Regions from separate parts of the Neogale vison genome. Here region 2 is linked to region 1. The links are chromatin contacts, called in public Hi-C maps. All regions are on one chromosome and are shown on one strand. The core of a region is the stretch at or near the end of the contact, and the rest is flanking DNA. Distances in the headings are between cores, read along the strand shown.

What was found. A called contact is a pair of places that touch in the nucleus more often than the background predicts.
Region 2: a Hi-C map of muscle shows a contact between it and region 1, with 6 times the contacts expected there. The contact joins the promoter of SRD5A3 here to the promoter of CLOCK in region 1. A contact is called at or near these places in 2 of 3 Hi-C or Micro-C datasets (fibroblasts and muscle).

Annotation. Positions count from the first base shown.
Region 1 is chr11:24,031,976-24,036,813 of ASM_NN_V1, forward strand. It overlaps CLOCK (circadian locomoter output cycles protein kaput), which reads left to right and starts at 1,839. Exons shown (of 23, transcript XM_044226114.1): 1 at 1,839-2,014; 2 at 3,239-3,317.
Region 2 is chr11:24,245,725-24,250,562 of ASM_NN_V1, forward strand. SRD5A3 (polyprenol reductase) reads right to left here and starts at 2,898. Exons shown (of 5, transcript XM_044224077.1): 1 at 2,620-2,898. The coding sequence starts at 2,840.

The sequences.
Region 1 (4,838 bases), core at 589-3,088:
GAAGATATGAAGTCTAGAGATGATGTAGAACTGAGGAGGGATCACTTTAGAACAGAACAGAATGTAAACATCCATGCCGCAGGGGAAGCATTCAAACCCTCTGGTCTGGCTACAACCTACTTTATCTGTATTATCAACCTTGCCTCCTCTGGGGCTACCAGCATCCCTTGGAATTTTTAGTAGTAAGTGACTGGTTTAAGCAATAAAACAAACGTATGAAAGAACTAATTTAACTGAAATTTCGGTTATTTAGTCCACACTGGATTCAGGGCATCAAACACGTATCTAGGCCAAATCTCCATCTTTTAATCTGCTTTTTTTCCCAAGTTACCTTTCTTCTTAGAATAACCCATGAGTGAAAAGATGGCTTCAGGCCCCCCTTTTGCTAAATTTAAATCCATTGTCAAAGATAGAGCACCCTTCTTGGTAAAACCAGCCTAAAGCCGAGCATTAACTCAAATATGCTTTCACCCTGGAGTCCTGCCGCAGCCATATGGGCTGAGTGAATAGTTTCCCAAAGGAAATGATCAGAATAGGGAATGAAGAACAAAAAGGTCTACTAAAATCCCTTCTGCTATATAATGGAGTAGCTTAACAAATCCTCTTTCCCCACACTTGACAGGAAAATCCTCAGGTGAAGGATGAGGGGTAAGTTCCTCAGTTTTGATGTTCTTTTTCCTCTGAGCATACAGCAAGAATTTTGTTTGATTATTTTAAAAGGATTTTGTCAGAGTGCACACAAGCTGGGGGAACACAAGGCAGGAGAAGCAGGCTCCCTACTGAGCAAGGAGCCCCATGTGGGATTCGATCCGATCCTAGAGCGCTGGGATCATGACCTGGCCCATCCAGGAGTCCCCATCAAGAATTTTAAATGCTTACTGAGGTGCATGTTACCTCCAAGGGAGCAATTTACAGCCCAAACGGTTATTTTTTTGAAACAAGATGGCTTCTATTTTAAATCCAAAGGACATTCATTACAACAAAAAAAGACTAGGAATTAGGACTGTATAAACTTCTTTTCTAATCACTTAGAACTACTGAAAAGTGCTTTCCCATGTGGACTGTGTTTTATGCATCAAGGGAAGTAATTTCCCCTAACGTAAGTAGGAAGTCACACATTTTTCTAACCAGGGAAGCCGTGCAAATCAGATCCTGGTGTATCCCACTGCTTCATTCCCCATCTTCCACTGAACTGTCGCCAGGCCTTTAAGGCCAGGTGAAAAACTCCCAACGAACACCTCCTGACCTCCTTTAACCTCCCGCTGCAGCCCGGGCGCAGACCCGGCCTCCGCAGGCCCACCCACCAACAAGCAGCGACCCGAGCCGCGCTCCTTTCAGGGAGAAGGAAAAGACGTCTCGGGATGTCTCTCCACCTTCGCAAACAACCTCTCCCAGTCTCAAGAGAGGAAACGCGAGTGATGCCGCTGGAGAATGAAAAAAGCCTTCCGTCTGCCAACACCCAGAAAATCTTCCCCGGCGTGCTGGCCAACAGAGAGAGGGTCCCCTTTCGGGCCTCCGGGTGCCTCATCCGGCAAGGAGCTCTCCCTCCTCCTCCTCGCTCCCCGCAACCGGTGAAAACCAAAGCCGCCCGGACCTAACGCCAACGCTCCCCGGTCCGACCGTACCCTCCACCCGAGCAGGCCCCGCCTCCCCAGCTTTCCAGTAATGAGAGCCGGGAAGGGGGCGCCGGGGAGATCCCGATTTCCCTCCGCAGACGGCGCAGACGCACGGCCCGAGGGAGCCGAAGTCTCATCGGCGCCCGGGATCCCCTCCGCGGTTCCGCGCTGCCTAACGGGGCAAGTCGCATGCGCACGGGGTTGCGCCGGGGAAAGGGAGAGTGAGGGGAGGGGCAAATACTGAGCGCCGGCCGTCGGAGCCCGCGGGGGTCACTGACGACGCATGCGCCAGCAGGGAGCGCAATCACAGACTGGGCTTGCGGCTACCGGCTTAAAAAGGAAACCCCCGAGAGCGAGAGCGCGAAGGAAATCTGGCCGCCGACGCGTGCGCGCTCCCGGTGAGTAGCGCCCCACCGGGTGGGCCCGGGGCCTGAAGTCCGTCGGTAGGCTTGCCTCGGCGGCGCATGCGTGCTCCCGGTGCCGGTGGAGGAGGGGAAGGGAAGGGAGGGGGAGGAGCGGGCGGCAGTAGCGGTGAATTTTTTTGGGGGGGGGGTGCGCCACTCAGCCCCAGGTGCTGCTTGTGCTGGGAGCCGCTGTGTCTCCTGGACGCTCCGGGTTAGTGGTTCCGAGTCACCGCAGCCAGACTCCAGGGTGGGGGAGGGAAAAAGCCGGAGCCGCCGCAAGCCACACGGTAAGGGCGCGGAGAAGGGGAGGGAGCGGGGGGCGGTGTGTGTGTGTGTGTGTGTGTGTGTGTGTGTGTGGCCGGGGGGCGGCGGCCGAGGGAGGGGAAGGCGGGAGCTGAAGCCCAAGTTTTGCCTGTCGCCCTAGTGTGCCTTTTCCCGGGAGTTGGGGTGGAGTCGCGCCCTGGTTGAGGGGCCCTCCGGGGCTGCCGGGGTTACCTGCGGGGCAGGGGCGGGATTGGGGTGCACGGTGGGGCCGGTGGCCGGAGCGCGCCTCCGGGCTGGGGCCGGTTCCAGAGGCCGGGAAAGCCGGAGACGCGGTGCCGAGAGGGCTTTCGCTGGGGACCCGCTAGGCCTTGTGACCCACTTTATTCCTGTCACAACTCGGGCACGTTTGGAGCGGGGCCCAATGGGGCGCCGGGGCGGCCAGCTCCTCCGGGGAACCCCCGCCCTCCCGGCTGCCGGCCCGCGCGCCGCGGTCCGCTGTCCGAGCGGCGGCCTCCGCCCGTGGGCTGGTTCCGTTAGTGGTCGTGGTTCCGGGGCTCGGTTCCCGGGGAACGCGCGGCTTCGCGCGTCCAGCGCGGGAGACTGCGCGGGTTCGAGGGCTCGCGGCGCGGCGCCGGGTCTTCCTTCTGGCGACCCGCGCCTCCCCGCGCCCTGTCACCACCGCGGCTGGCTGTTCTAGATCCCTTTCCGCCCGCGAAGCTGGAGTCTGTGGATCTGGTCCTGGCGCTCTGGCTCCTGGGGTGTAATTTCCAACACGTAGCGCCGCAGAGCTTGTATTCTTCAGAGTGTTTCGTTGGGGTACAGGTCGTCCTGTTGATAAGTCAGCAGGATCCTGAGATAATGTCTTGGCCTCTGATCTGGGGATTGAAGATCGAGTCAGGTGGTCGTTGTCTTGCTCTTAGGAAGGCTTACTAGCCTTTATTTTTTCCTTTACAGTGAAAGAAAAGCACAAGAAGAAAGTTTTACAGTCATTATTGATATGACTATTCTGCTGATCCCCCAAATCAAAAAAAAGGTAATTTCACGTGAAGATTGCTTTCTAAGTTGTCGCTTTATTTTTAGTGATTTGAGAGTTGTGGTATGTTTGTGTCTTCACCTGCTTGAAAAACAAACGTTCTGAAACGGACGTAATTTAGCTAATGAGTTGCTTTCTTCAAAGTTCTCTCCTGGGACACCTCAGATCTGGTTTGTTTTAAAATCTTGTTGGGGGAAGGAAACTAACTCAGGTATTAGGTATTTGAATGAACAGAATGTCATTAGAGGTTAGCCAGAAGACGACAAATGAAAGTGGTGGTGGAGCTAGTCTTGATCAGCCGTGAGAAAAAGAATGAGGAAGCTTTTTGTGCACTGGCATGGAAAGATCTGCAAAATACGTTATAAAGAGGGGGGAACCCCAAGGTGTAGGACAGTGTGAATAATGTGCTTTATGTGTTAAGATGTGGGGGAGGAATAAGAATATGAACTTGTGTTTGCTCTTCAATTATAAAGATACTCTGGGAGGATGCTGGGGAAGTAGTAACAGTGGGAGAGAGGGAGAAGTAGTAGCCTGAGGAAGGGAGGTGGGAAATGAGATTTACACCGTAAATGTCTTTGTATTCAGAAATTTTTTTGACTATGGTACAGACTCATAAACTAGATTAAACAAAAATCCTCCTCTCCCAAATAATTTGCTTTGTGGGTTTTGTCTGTTTGCCTGTCTCTGTTCCATTACTTGTGATTTTGGACATTTTCAGTGTGATTTCTCTTAATGTTTTTTAGAAAAATGAACTAATATTGAAAGAAAGTTTATGATAAGCTGGGCTCTTTCAACTTTGATTTTTAAGATGCTGACGTCACAGACTAACTCATAAAGATGCTTAGTTGTATTTTGCTTTGCTAAAGCACAATGGCATTATTTACTTTGGGCATTATTGCTGGAATATGTTGTTTTCAGAGGGTAGTTTTGTGTCCCTCTTCCTCTTTTTTTAGGAGTCATAGTTGTATAAAATTTTACTTTTTCTAACCACGAAGTTGTGATAAGTCAAGAATATGGACCCCATTACAATTAATAATAGATTTGATTGTCCAGGTATCTTGTTTTTCAGACTGGGAAACTTTTTTCTCTTAAGGAAATCAGACCCGTACCTCAATAAAATGTCAATTTGTAAATATAGTTCTAATGAAAAATTAAAATAAAATGGAGAAGCAGTGTTCTGTTGGTGCAATAAAAACTTTTTATGATTTATGGATTGCTGTAAAAATTGTATTAAGATATATTTTTTTCTCCTATCGTAACCTTTTTAATTAGGTTAAAATTGAAAAAGGGCTTTGTTAGAGTGGATATAATTTTGAGGGGAGGGTACTGAAACTCCCTCTGGTGGCTAATACTGTATAATCAAAATAGTGAACGTTGAGTAGTGGGTGACAGTTGCTATGGGCATTTTTGTTATGTTACCAGTATTCCTTTTTATTTTGTAGGATTGGATAATTGCATTATTTCTGTTTGAACTGTAGGTCTGAAGTAGCCAAGCTTCTGCAAAATGGCATTTATTTTTCA
Region 2 (4,838 bases), core at 1,648-4,147, 210 kb after region 1:
AAGAAATTTGTGATATAGTAATATATGTGCTTAATTACTGTATCAAATAACAAGATCTAGGGATTCATCCTTGTGGTGATGAAAATATTTTGATGTCTCTTCAATATTTTTAATGTGATATAAAAAAATCTTTCACCATATTGCAAGTACTGCTAATTCTACCATGGTTCATTAAATACATTTATCATTAAGGAAATGCTAAATTTTGGCTAGAGATCAGTGAAATAAAGATGTAATTTTTTTTCTAACTCAGGTTTGCCCTGAATTCTGTGCACAGGTCCCCTGGTTATGACTGCTGTACCCCTGGAGAAAAGTGTGGATGGCTCTTTGCTTCCAGAGCTCAATTCAGTTGCAAGGCTTTGATACCATTTTGAAACTTAGAAGCAGAAGTACTTCTATACACATTGCACAAGTCAAGAGCAATTGTGACTCATGTTGACATCACCTATTTATTCAGATTTTCTCGGAAATTAACAATCTACGAACCAAAAGGAAAACAAGAAAAGTACCATCACCTTAATTTAGGGGAAAAACCCTACCCAACAGTGGTAATGGAATTGAACATGCCATGAACTGATTTAAGGTTTTATTCTTGTCTCCTTAGGAAAAACTAACCCCAAACAAAATTATGTAAGCACCATTTTAGATGCAGAAATGTGAATGCAGAAATATGATTTACAGCTGCCTCTAAGTATAAAAATTACAGGTTCACTTTTAAGAGTACAACTGAATTTCGCACAAGGAAAAATATTTAAATATAGTATCTAGGCACATTTGTCTTTCTTTCTTGGCCTGGACTTGCTCTATCTTCTTCCAATACTAAAAGAAATGGTTTAAATAACAAAAAAACCAAAAATGAAAACAAAACATCATTTGGACATCATGGGAGGTTCTACTCTAGAATTCTAGAAGAAGAAAAAGGTGTAAATTATGGGAGAAATTACAAGCCCAAAGAGTAGTAATGAATAAAGGAAAGGTACCAGGTCTGTTTTCTTAGCTGTCACCTAATCAAGTGCTTGAGCACTAACAGCTGGGGAATGGGAGCCAGAGAAACAGCGGAGTGCAGGGAATGACTTGAAATATGTCCTTTAATCTAGGGACATCAATCTCCTTTTCAGAATTCAGAAAACAATTCGTCAGAATTCACACTAAGAAATATTTTTGCTTCACTTTATAACAGTAAAAAATGATAATCTGGGAATGCCATTGCTATAAAGCCCAAAAGGATGTACTGCAATCAAACTTGATTAAAAATAGGATAATGGATAATGTTTGCTTAAAAAGAGCCTCTAGGGGCGCCTGGGTGGCTCAGTGGGTTAAGCCGCTGCCTTTGGCTCAGGTCATGATCTCAGGGTCCTGGGATCGAGTCCCGCATCCGGCTCTCTGCTCAGCAGGGAGCCTGCTTCCTCCTCTCTTTCTCTGCCTGCCTCTCTGCCTACTTGTGATCTCTCTCTGTCAAATAAATAAATAAAATCTTTAAAAAAAAAAAAAAGAGCCTCTAATAAATACAGGGTTTGACTAATTTGTCCTAAATACTTCTACCTCTTCCCAGGGCCTCATTCCCTTTCTTCTTCCTGTGAATGTCCTACATCTTCCTTCTCAGTGTTAACACCTGAAGAATCTCTTTCCCAACAGACCAAAGTGGGGGCGATTATCCATGTTTCAGAAGCCAAGTTACATTCAGCCACATTCTTGTCTGTGGACCTGGGACCCTGTCTCTGAGAGGTTCATGCGATAACCTGGGGTTTTAATACATTTGAAACCTTATCACGTTCCTCCAGATTCCTTCCTAAACGTTCAACTTTCGATGCACCTTCAAGACAGAAGAGCCACTGCTGTTCTCCTACCGTCCAGAAGTGCTTGGCTGACTCTTCTCAGCTATGTTCTGAATTCAAAGTAAAACAATAAAAAAACCCCAAACAAAGCAAACTACAAGTCTTTACAATTCTGAAAGAACCCTACTTAAGCCCTAACGATTTAGATTTAATCTTTCACTGAACTTGGTTATGAAACCTGTTGAAAGTCAAAGCTTCGGGGTCAGTCTCGACAAAAATGCGCACTCCTGGGCCAAGGTGCTAGTGAGGAGGGTCGGTGTGGCCGAAGGAGGTGCCGCCCTGTGACCAGCGGCTCGCCCCTCGTCCTGACTTCGAAGGTCGGAGACAAATGAGAGAAGCAAAGGCGAAGGGCGGGCCTGCCTTCATGTCTACAAGTGAGTGACCTCAAGTTAGATCGAGCCCTACAGTGCAGGGGAGGGCTAAAAGGAAACTTTGGGACCAAAAGGCTATAACCTGACGCCGGGTGACCAGGCCTACATTCGGAAGCGCTACTTCCCCCCAGGGGAAGACTCGGTGCGGCCACACGTTCACGTTCACGTTCACGCGCGGCTCCGCATCCTCGGTGTCCGCGAGCTCTTGGGGCATTTCGCCCCCCCGGGCCACGACGCGGACGCGGCCGTGCCCCTAGAGACCCGCCGAGGCCCGCCGCGCCCGGAGACCTGTCAGGGCCTCCCGGGCCCGGGGGCCCCGCGCCCGCCTCTGCTGCCCCCTGCCGGCTGCCTGGGCCGGGCGCCCCGGGCTCTCCGCGCCTCGGCTTCCCGGGCTCGAGCCGGGGCGCGGTTACCTCTTGGGGACATCAAAGACCCGGCAGGCGGCCGGGCGCGACGGCCCCTCACGCTTGGTTTTCCCATAGCGGATCAGGTCCTGGAAAAGCGCGCAGCCCGGGAGCAGGCCGGGCGGCACTAGCTGCAGCAGCAGGGTCAGCAGGAAGGCGGCGGTCAGCGTGAGCCACAGAGCGCGCAGTGGGTTCAGCGCCCAGAGCTCGGCCACAGCCCAGGGAGCCATAGCCGACGCTTCGGGCCTCGGTGTTCCCAGGGCCCGAACCACCCGCCAGCGCTGCAGCGGCCGCTCGCGCGCCGCACACCGGGTGGGCGGGACGTCGGTGACGCAGCGCGGGACGCGGACGTGCGCGGCCCCGCCCAGGGCACGCCCCGGGGGCGGGGTCACGCTGGCGCTCCTTGGTTGTCCTCAGTCTCTAGTCTGACTCACGGACCTGTAGGCGAACCCCAAAAGATGATTCAACAATGTGATGCGAACAGCTGCAAGCCTGATTGCTGTATTTTTCAGTGGAAAAATGGAAACAATCCTGAATGGTGCACTCTATTTAGTTAAGTTGTGTTGCAATAACACGTTGTAATATCATGCAGACATTAACATGGTAATGATGAAGGCGGTAGAAACACGGAACGCAGTTTAGGGTAGCAGGAACAGGAGGTTAAGTGAAGATAAGTCGACTGTAAAATACATAGCTGTGATTGCAAACAACCATATGGTCAAATTGGCCTTCTGGCTGGGAAATGAGGGCTTTTCGTATGACTTAGGATCTCTTCGGCGGAGTCACCCCTTCATTTTTCTTCATTGTTTTTAGGTTGACACCGCAGAAATGCAGCTGGTCTTTCTAGGACATCTTTCCAGACAAGCTACTTGCAGGGACCAAGCTTCCTGGGTGACAGGGATTCTCTTTTAATTCTTTGACTTGGGAAAGGTTGCAAAGCAAGACAGGGGTGTGTGTGTGTGTGTGTGCGTGCGCGCGCGCGCACATGTCTGTAAGAAAATAGGAAATATTGACGCTAGAGGGAAAAGTCATCTTTCTTTTCCTCTCACTGTCTCTCTCTTCGTTCAGATTTTAGCCAAAAGAGTGTACAGCTCACATTCAGACAAACCCCCTGTGGAGGGCAGTGGCTGAACAGGAAGTCACAAGTCAAACCCTGCTGAGAGCATTTGTATATGTTTAAATCCTTTCAGGAGTGAATTATTTCAGAAGTGGAAAACCAGGCTAACGTCTGTTAGAAAGATCATTACCAATAAGCATAAGCCAGTTTTTTACCTTTCTTCATTTAATTACCAGTGCTATATGATAAACAAATCTCTGGCTTTGCCAGCAGTAAATGACCATGCAGTTCTACTAGTTCTTGAGGCCAAAAACCTTGCACTCAACCTTGATTCCTCTCTTTCTCTCACAGCCTAACTACAGTTAGCAAATGCTGGTGGTTGAGCCTTCAAAATTTGAAACCCAAATTCAATCAATTCAGTGAAACCTTTGGAGTCAGTGCTTTACTACAGACCCCAGCCAGCTCAATAAGTAAGAAAAAGAAAGGAAAGTTCTAAGGACTGCAAAATAAGAAACAAGCTGTCATTATTTGGAGATAGTCAGAAACTCCAATAGAGTCTAAGATAAGATATTAGAACTCACTGGACATTTTGGTAAGGTTGCTGAATACCAAAATCAGTTTATAACTGTTGATCATTTTATTTCCCAGCAAAACCAGAAGATAAATGTTTTAAAGATTTGACTTTAAATAAAATACTATGTTTAGGACTAAATCTCATAAGAGATAGGTAAGTCTTTTTCAAAGAAAAGAAAATCATACTTGTATTATAAAGGACATATCTAAAATGAGAGCTATACTAAGCTCACAGACTGGTTAAGATGATAATTCTCCCCAAAGTGATTTATGGAATAGATATAATCCTGATTAAATACTAACTTTTTGTGGAACTTAGCAAGTTGATTCTAAAATTTATATGGAAGGAGCACCTGGGTAGCTCTGTCAGTTGAGTGTCAGACGCTTGGTTTCAGCTCAGGTTATGATCTTGGGATCATGAGATTGAGCCTCACCTTGGGTTCTGTGGTCAGTGGAGTGTCTGCTTGAGATTCTCTCCCTCTCTCTCTACCCCTCCCCCTGCTCTCACTCTCTTTCTCTCTAAAGTAAATAAATAAATCCTTAAAAAATTTTATATGGAAGTCAGAAGGGCTAAAGATGGCCAAGGCACAGTTGAAGA